Linked DNA regions of Gossypium hirsutum: region 2 is linked to region 1. A link is a contact called in public Hi-C data. All regions are on one chromosome and are shown on one strand. Each heading gives the region's core, a stretch centred on a gene start, on an enhancer-like site or on the middle of the called end of the contact. The rest is flanking DNA. Distances are from core to core; before and after follow the strand shown. Region 1 holds the start of LOC107896896 (probable galacturonosyltransferase-like 1). Region 2 holds the start of LOC107958514 (BEL1-like homeodomain protein 4).

Region 1 (4,745 bases), core at 1,398-3,897:
TAAAGCAAGAAAGATGGGTTAGATTCCTAGAGGCCGATTAGCTCAAGTTTAGAATTTTTATGTATTTTTTTATATTTTTAAAAAATATTTATATATATAAATATAATATTTTTTGAATTTTTTAGATATAAAATTAATTTGAGACTAATTTTAAATTTTGAACGTTATTTTTTAAAAAATTATGACTAAATTGATATAATATGTAAATGTTAAGGGTTAAATGTGTTATTGTACTAATTTTTTAACTATCATATTAACTTGACGTTTGTGATTTTAACAGGAGTGATCAAAATGATCAAACTATGTAACGTGAATACTTAAATTGTAATTTTTTTTTGAGTATTTAAAATAAAATTTTTTTTATAGTTGAATGATTATATATGTAATTTATTTTTATTTTATTTTATTTATGATTGTGTCTATATAGAGAGGGGGGAGGGACGGTTGAAGTTCCACCTATGAAAGGAGAATATTTAACATGATCTCAAGTAGTTAAAATTTAAAAATATAATCAAATGAGACAAAAATACTGAAGTTTATGATATTAACTAGCTAGAAAAGTCAAAATAGAGAAAACAAAAAGGTTGAAAAAAGTATTTAAAAATGTAGGGCTTGAACTTTGTAGATAGAAACCTGCGTATTGGCACTCGTTAATATTATTTAAATACAAATTATGTGCCGGTAAAATATATGAAAATATTATACGAAACCTCACTTTACGAAGACAAATCTCAGTTTGAGAGCTGAGAGTGAGTGAAACTATGGGGATTGCCGCTTGAAGCTGACCCCTTTTACTCCTTTTTTTTCTTTTTCAACTATCATCTTCACATTCTGGGGGTAAACCGTGTGGCTTAGGTCGAAACGTTTGATTCCATATTCAACGATTCAGTCGTAATTTCTTTATTTATTTTAAAGAAAAAAAAGTAAGATTCGAAACTTAATTTTCAAAATAAAGGGGTGAGAGATGGCAGTGCCGACAGCAGAAGGTTGTCAGTGTCGGTTGAAAAGGGTAGCATGATTGCATGAGGTTCAACTTTTTTTTTTTCCTTTTTATATCAAAGATCCAGAGAAGAAATTCGAAGGGGTTCTAATCAAAGAATAAAGAAGAGGGGTGTTTAATTAAGAAGGCTGGGGTCATCGTGTGGAGAGAAATAGGGGGTTTGTCATGTGTAGCACATGCAAAGCTTTGCCTTCGGTTTATTTATTTATTTATTAATTTATTAATTGCTTCGTGTAAACTCTATTAATGAAAGAGGGAACCATGCATGTCCCACTCACATCCTTTGTGTTAATAACTAACGGCAACTAACTCATTTGAGTACAATGGAATTCGAAAGTAGCTAGCCCATATATTGTGTTACCTACCTTTTCATATTAATCTTGTAAGCATATAATATAAATTAAGGCCAATTAGGTAAGAAGCTTTATGTTGGCCAAGAAAATCAAGTTACAAGTTTTGTGTAACTCATTTTTTCTCTAAATTGCAATAATACTTTAAAATATCAAAGATGTATGAAATAATAATCAACACTTGGAAAGGCTTATTGGATTCTTGCGAATATGACAAACGATGGCTTTCATAACATTATATTATATGATACAGGAAAAAGGGAGATATTATTATGGAACATGGTGAATATGGGCATGTAATTTTCAAAAAAGAATAAAATAGAAGTGGACGGTTTTAGTAATTATGGGAAGTCGGAGCCCATGTTAGGTCACATACTCGTGACAGAACACAAGAAGAAGTTAGATAAGGCGAGAGTGAGAGGGAAGGCAAAATGTTTAGTTAAGAGAAGCATTTCCCACCAATTTCTTGGTTTCTATGTCCCTATCTCCTAACAAAAGTGAACTTCCGTTTTGTCTTTAATAATTACCTATGACTTGCTTAGGTGGCACTCTATGGACCCACATATTGCAGCCACCTGGACTGGACGACGTTGCCTTGATAATAACTTTAGGACACCGGTAAGCTTCTGCATTTAATTTTTCACGGAATATGTGGATCAAATTAGAGACCAAAAGAATAAAATAATACTATTTTTTTTTTAATATTTTGTTTTTTTGTTACGCTGAACATGCAAATCCTTAGATTGAAGGCAAAAACTCTTGTGCTAGGGCTTTCTCTAGACGCGGATGGCTCAACTAGATCGTTGATAATACGTCGTTGTAAATTCAAGTTAACTACAATCTGCCCTTTTTGTCTATTTTTTTTTATATGGTGAAAAGGAATGAAAACCAAGAAAATTGGAGAAAGAATGTTGACATTATGGGTTCTAGATACAGTAAAAAAGCTAGTTTTAACGTATTTTCTTTCCCAACCTTACCATGTTTAATTAGGAAATCTTGAATGAAAGACATTCCATATTTTACCATAAAACGGAAACTATATCGTAATGACTTGATTTGCTACCATATTTGTACTCATTAAACCCTACTACCATATAAATCACCAACTGACTTGACTGCAATTTTTGTAATTATGTCAATCAATACAAGGAGCATTAAAGAAGAAGGTAAATATATGGTTTTAATTAATTTAATAGATTCATATGATTATTTTTAAGATTTAAAATTTAAATATATGTTGCTTCATTTTCAATATGCGATCTTTTTCTTTATAAAAAGGGAAAAAATTTTGCAACAAGCAAATGTGAAGCCGAAGACTTGAGAGTTTGAATTGTTTCAAAAACCTTTACTTTGGGTGGCTGCATCACCCCTTTTTTGGCACCGTGGGAACCAAGGATCCGTCCCCGCCCCCACTCTTAAAAGGTTAATAAACGTAGTCTAAACACTTTATAGCCCTTTCTTAATTTCCAATATCCTCTTGGATTCCCTCCAACAAAATGCCTAAACCACATGATCACCTCCACCGACACCACCTTCTTCTCCTCCTCTTCCTCCTCATCACTGCCACCAATTCTGCCCCTGCCTCCGCCACTACCACTAATTATCAAAGATTCAAAGAAGCTCCACAGTTTTACAACTCTCCCGCTTGCCCTTCCTTGGACACCAATGAAATGTGCTCCCACCAAGCTGTCCATGTTGCAATGACCCTAGACGCTGCCTACTTACGTGGGTCAATGGCTGCCATTCTCTCCGCCCTCCAGCACTCTTCTTGCCCTCAAAACATCCGCTTCCACTTCATCCCCTCCGCCACCGCCAACCACCACCACCTCCGCCTCACAATCTCCCGCTCTTTCCCTTCCCTCAAGTTCCAAATCTACCCATACGACTCCTCCAAGGTGTCAGGACTCATTTCCACCTCCATCCGCTCAGCGCTTGACTGCCCTCTCAACTATGCCCGCAACTACCTCGCCAACCTCCTCCCACCGTGTCTCAGCCGAGTCGTTTACTTAGACTCCGACCTCGTCCTCGTCGACGACATTGCTAAACTCGCCGCGACGCCGCTCGGAGACCGCTCGGTTTTAGCTGCACCGGAGTATTGCAACGCCAACTTCACTTCCTACTTCACCCCAACCTTCTGGTCAAACCCAACGTTATCTCTAACATTTGCCGGACGCAAAGCCTGTTATTTCAACACTGGGGTAATGGTGATAGATTTGCAAAGATGGCGACAAGGAGATTACACTACCAAGATTATAGAATGGATGGAGCTTCAAAAGAGAATAAGGATCTATGAGTTAGGGTCCTTGCCACCGTTTTTGCTTGTCTTTGCAGGGAATATAGCTCCTGTTGATCACCGGTGGAACCAACATGGCCTCGGAGGAGATAACTATAGAGGATTGTGTAGAAATTTGCATCCTGGTCCAGTTAGCTTACTGCATTGGAGTGGGAAAGGGAAGCCATGGGTGAGATTAGATGCAAACAGACCTTGTCCTTTGGATGCTTTATGGGCTCCGTATGATCTGCTGCAAACACCATTTGCCTTGGAGTCCTAAAATTTTGGTATCTTAATTATTTTTATATATGATTATGTTTTCATATCTAGGCCTGAGATTTTTAGTTGGATGAGGCCATAGAACATACACACAACATAGATTTGAGTGTAAAATTAAGATGTTTCTCTCTTGCAGATGGTGGCAAATGTTGGGGGGGAGGGGGGGGAGGTTTTCAATGTTCATAGACTATACAACAGAGCTTTAACAATCTTACTACAATCTACTTTTTGTTTTCTTTTCCATCTATGTAATTGAAAACAGTATATATAACAACTAAAGCTATAGATCAAGAAGAACAAATTGATTTCAAATTTTATGTTCATCTTCTCTTTTTAATTTCAATTGCTGCTTGATTGTTAAAATCATGAGGTTGTTGAAGACAATATACATGTTCAGTAATTGGTTTCCATTTTCTAACAGTGCCCAGTTTGTCTACTACCTAAATAATTCTTGCAGTTTCTAAATTTGAAGAGGAAGCTTTATCATGGGATACATAGTAATGGGTACAAATAATTTACTATTCAAACTTTTATTATTTATGGTTCTTTATTTTCTAATTTCTCTCCTTTACTTTTGGGGGTTGTTACTGTCCTGCCAAAGCTGGACATGTACCTTTCATACTTTGACTAAATTCTTGAGATTGATATTTGATGGACCAGCTAGCTTTACTTTTCCCATTTAATTACATTTTCTTTATTTTTTTTTAAATAATCTCTATTTCTACTTATAATATAAAAAAATATTAAATCTAGCTACTCCAATGGTAAAATTGCTTCAGGTTTTCACGATCATATCTATCTATTCAATTAGGTTTTTAGCATAGTTTAATCAATCGCGGTTCAA
Region 2 (4,745 bases), core at 571-3,070, 340 kb after region 1:
ATTATTAAAATAAAATTAAAATATTAAATAATTTATTAAAATAATTAATATTTTTAATATTAAAATAACATTCAGTAATTAGGTGTATTCAATCAAGTAATATCTAAAAAAAATATTGCTAAAAAATGAATATTTTAGCATTAATGTGTTAGAATTATATGTGAGTTTGCTTTGAAAAGAAAATCAAGTGTCACCAATTATTTTTCAATCACTTTTATTAAATATGTTTATTAATTTAGTTTAAATTTATTTCCTATTTATCATGAAATACTATTATAATTGATGCAGATTGTTTTATTTTAATTTTAATTTTTTAAAAAAATTAACATTATATTTTCTTATATAATTTAAAATTTATCATTATCATTGATAAATAACAATAATTAAAAATAAAGGTATACATTTTTAGAAACTATAAAAGGTTAATTATTGTTAAACAATTATTGTCTCCAGCTCTTCTGTTTCTCTTTTTTTCACTCTTTGGGTAATCATTGCAAATATAAAAAGCCCACACGTGTAGACCAAGAAAACTAATAAATTAAGTTACTTTGTATATTGTCAAATCTTAGCTGAAACACTAATTAGTTAAATAGCATTTTCAGATGATGGAAAATCCCTTGGTACTTATATATCTAGACAAAGTTTGAGGGAACATTGTTCATTAAATTAGGGTACCTATTATATATAATTTAAGTGTTAAAATAATTTGATATATACATCACAAATAAGATTAAGGGTTGACAAGTATTGTTTAAGAATATAGTAAAATATTTATAAAAAATAAATAAATAAATATATATATATTCAACGCTAAGAATATAATATATAGTTTTAAAATAAAATATAAGAATAAAACTGAATTTGGTAATTAATCAATAACAGTTGTATTTCCTTTCTAATATTAATCTCTATCCAAACATATATTTGATTAAAAATATAAAGATTTTTGTATTAACAGTTAATCTTAAATACGAGAAAAAGGAAAGCGAAGGCATATTACAAATTTAATGGAGCTGATGATTTTTAAATAAAAATGTAAACATAAGTAGAAAAATAAAAGACATAAGAAAAAGATTAATGAAACATGTCCATCTTGACATTGCCAAACCAGAAAGCAGTTAAGTGTGGTTTTCAGACCTTACAACCCCTATATAAAACCTAACTTGTCTTCATCGCCAGCCTTCGGCACGTGCCCTTCTATCTTATTTTTATTAAACATCTTTAATGCCATAAAAATAATTTCATTCACTAAACAATACGCCTTCCACCTATAAATTTGTTTCAATTAACCGCTAAACATTTGATTATATTGTTTTATTTATAATATCAGATATTATTATTATTATTATTATTATTATTATTTTCATACAAAAGAAAGTTGGATAATAAAAAAAATATGGCTTCCCGAAATGATATTTTTACCCTTACCAACTATTGCTGTTGATGAATATAAAATAATCAACTGGGGCAGTTTAGTCATTTTACCATATACAGGATGGTGGTAGTTTAGATGATTGAGATGACTTTGTACTAACCTTATCTTTCTTTTATTCCATAGCTTGCGTGTCAATTAAAATTATAGTAATAGTCAGACTTTTTTTTCAACCTTATTCATTTTTAATTTCTACATCTACCCAAATTATTCGGTTTTTTACATTTTATTTTTCTCCGGGTTGAATAATAAATTTATACCCGCAATCTAAAATTTGTAGTTAAGGTTATTTTTGTAAATTGAAAATATATCTAATAAACTAAAACTCAAGTCCTTGATTATGATTCATTAAACCTAATTGTGAATTTAAAGAAAAAAAAAGGAAATAATAATAATAATTAGTATAAAAATATTGGCAGCGTGAAAAGTGGTGAAGGAGAAAAGAATAGCGACCACCCTTTTGTTTCTTATTTTCTCTCACCTCTGTGTCTTTGAGGAGGCTAAGGTTATTTCTATATGTTTTGTTGTGAAAGTGAATTATCTGTTTTTCTCAGATCAGCCTCCATTTTCATTCCTTTCTTACTTCTTTTCTTTTCTCCCCTTATATTCATATAGTTTCACCAGGGGAATATTCAAGAGGTGAAAAATAATATCTAGTCACTACTGCAAGGAAGGAAAAGGAGAGAAAGAGAAAGAAAGAGACGACAGACGGAGGACTACACACATACACAGTGAGAAAGCAAATGAAAGGAAATGAAAAGAAAGGAGGGAGGGAATTGAAGAATCTTTCAATAATAACACACGGAAGGGATATGTCTAGCTATAAGAGCTTTATATCCTTTCATATGCTGCTGCAACTCTAACAAGGTCTGCCTATATATACACACACACACTCTCTCTCTCTCTCTCTCTCTCATATATAGCTGAAAATGATCAAAAGGGTTACAAAAACATCCAAAACATAATCAACATAGACTTGTTTCATCCCTTACACCAGTTTTTTTTCTTTTTTTCCTTCACTTAACTGAGAGAATTTGATCCTCTCTGTTCCTATCTTTCCTTTTTCTTTGTTCTTTTTTTTTCCCCTGATAAGAGTGATTTGTTTTTTTATGATGGGTGTTATTTGTTTCTCTATGTGGGTTACCGATTCATAATTGAAACAGCAAGAAGGTGAAGGAATTTGATAGAGGGAGAGAGGTAAATAAAGAAAAAGGATATGATGATGAAGAAGAAGATGCTGATATGGGAATAGCAACGCCACCACTCGTCGCATCAATTCTTTCTCAAGAATCTCAACCCTCTAAAAAAATTCACCATCAAATCCCAATTCAACACAAGAGCAACAATTCTACTAATTCTATGTCCCAAGATTACCATCAAGCAGCTGGCATCTTCAGCTTCTCGAATGGATTCGAGAGATCAGCCGTAAGCCACCAAGAACACCAAAAGCAGCAGCAACAGCACTTAGAACAGCAGATCCGGAGAGATAAACTAAGAGTTGAAGGCTTTGAGCCGCCACCTCCACCATTAGTAGGGATAGAAGAGGAAGAATCAACTTCTCTCCCTGTTTATGAAACCGCAGGTATGTTATCCGAAATGTTCAATTTCCCTTCGGGTGCGGCTGCTGCCGCTGCTGCCGCCACTGCCTCGGCCGAGTTACTAGACCAGCATGTACAGCCGAATTATCGAGCACACCGGCCAGTCCAAGGTAATACCAACGAGTGGTATAGCAACAGGCAAGGTGTTGTTGGGGGTTTGGGACAGTTAGGTGAATCAAAGAGTCACATTACCCGTGACAGTTTAGCTCAACAGCATCAGCAGCAGCAGCAGCTACCAAGCATTAATGCCGACTCAGCAGCTGCCATGCATCTTTTCTTGATGAATCCGCAGCAACGATCACCATCTCCTCCTCCACCTCCTCCAGCAACTTCTTCTAATACTCTTCACATGTTGCTTCCAAATCCATCTACTTCTCTTCAAGGGTTTAACGTATCAGGTCCTGGAGGGGGTTTCGGAACAAGTACTGTTCTATCTCCACCTCAATTTACTTGGGTTCCTGGTAGTGCTCATGAAGGAGGCAACAACACTGATTCCCAACTCAGCAGCCAAAATGAAATTGGAAGTGTTGTGGAAGGCCAAGGTCTTTCACTATCTTTATCATCTTCTTTGCAACACTTGGAGGCTGCTAAAGCTGAAGAATTAAGGATGGGAGACGGGGGTTTACTGTACTATAATCAAGGAGGGGGTTCGGCTGCTCAGTTTCATCAGTACAGGAATTTGGGCAGTCATCATCAGACAATGCATCTGCAAGGCGGAGTGGGACAAAACCAACAGGTTCATCATGTTGGGTTCGGATCCTCATTAGGAATGGTCAATGTATTAAGAAATTCAAAGTACGTTAAAGCAGCTCAAGAATTGTTGGAAGAATTCTGCAGTGTTGGAAGAGGCCAGTTCAAGAAGAATAAGTTCGGTAGAAACAACACAAACCCTAGTTCTGATCCTGTTAGTAGCGGATGTGCAGGTGGTGGTGGTTCTTCTTCATCAACAAAGGATCTCCCTCCTTTATCAGCGGCTGATAGAATTGAACACCAAAGAAGGAAGGTCAAACTGTTATCCATGCTTGATGAGGCATGTAATCTCTTTCTCTATTCCCCTATTTTCTCTTTCATAGTTCCACTCTCTTCTTCAACTGACTAAGACCCAATCTTTTTTTTTTTTAATTGTCCTCCGATCATTTATTTGAATACCTCCATTAATTTTCAAATCAAACATCAGCACCACAGCACAGTAACGAATAAGAATATTTTAAACAAAAAAAAAAACCAGATAGAGCAAAGCCGGCTGGTGCAATAGGGTTATACAGGATCTAGTTGGTAGAGTTTGATTATCCTTTTCACTTTGTCTTTTTTTTTTAAATATTTTCATAATTTCGTGTCATACTCATTGGATTGGTGGGTGTGTTTAAGTACTCAACCTGGTTTGGTGGAAGACATGAGAGATTACTATTAAGGGTATGCACTCAATCGTGAAGCGACGTCCCTTCTGATTTGGAAGGTGACCATTAGCCCACCATATTACGTATCAAAATCGTTGAAGCCACTGCTACCCGAGAGATCCATACCCATCATAGCAATATTTCAGGGAAAACCATATATATATAATAACCTGGTTGACTCTGGGAAAGGCGTTATGCTTTCATTTTCCACTCTTTTTCCATACTGTAATTTTTGTTCTTGTTTGCGCTCCCCGGCCAGTCAATTGAGTATAGGAAAAGAAGGGAAAACAAACACACAAAAGGGTATCCTTAGTTCCC

Evidence for each region. A called contact is a pair of places that touch in the nucleus more often than the background predicts.
Region 2: a contact with region 1 is called in a Hi-C map of leaf, with 4 times the contacts expected there. The contact joins the promoter of LOC107958514 here to the promoter of LOC107896896 in region 1. A contact is called at or near these places in 8 of 34 Hi-C or Micro-C datasets (callus, hypocotyl and leaf).

The regions. Positions count from the first base shown.
Region 1 is chrA11:28,466,301-28,471,045 of Gossypium_hirsutum_v2.1, forward strand. It overlaps LOC107896896 (probable galacturonosyltransferase-like 1), which reads left to right and starts at 2,648. Exons shown (of 1, transcript XM_041081775.1): 1 at 2,648-4,363. The coding sequence starts at 2,847. The coding sequence ends at 3,902.
Region 2 is chrA11:28,804,960-28,809,704 of Gossypium_hirsutum_v2.1, forward strand. It overlaps LOC107958514 (BEL1-like homeodomain protein 4), which reads left to right and starts at 1,821. Exons shown (of 6, transcript XM_041081778.1): 1 at 1,821-1,937; 2 at 2,048-2,299; 3 at 2,596-4,060. The coding sequence starts at 2,675.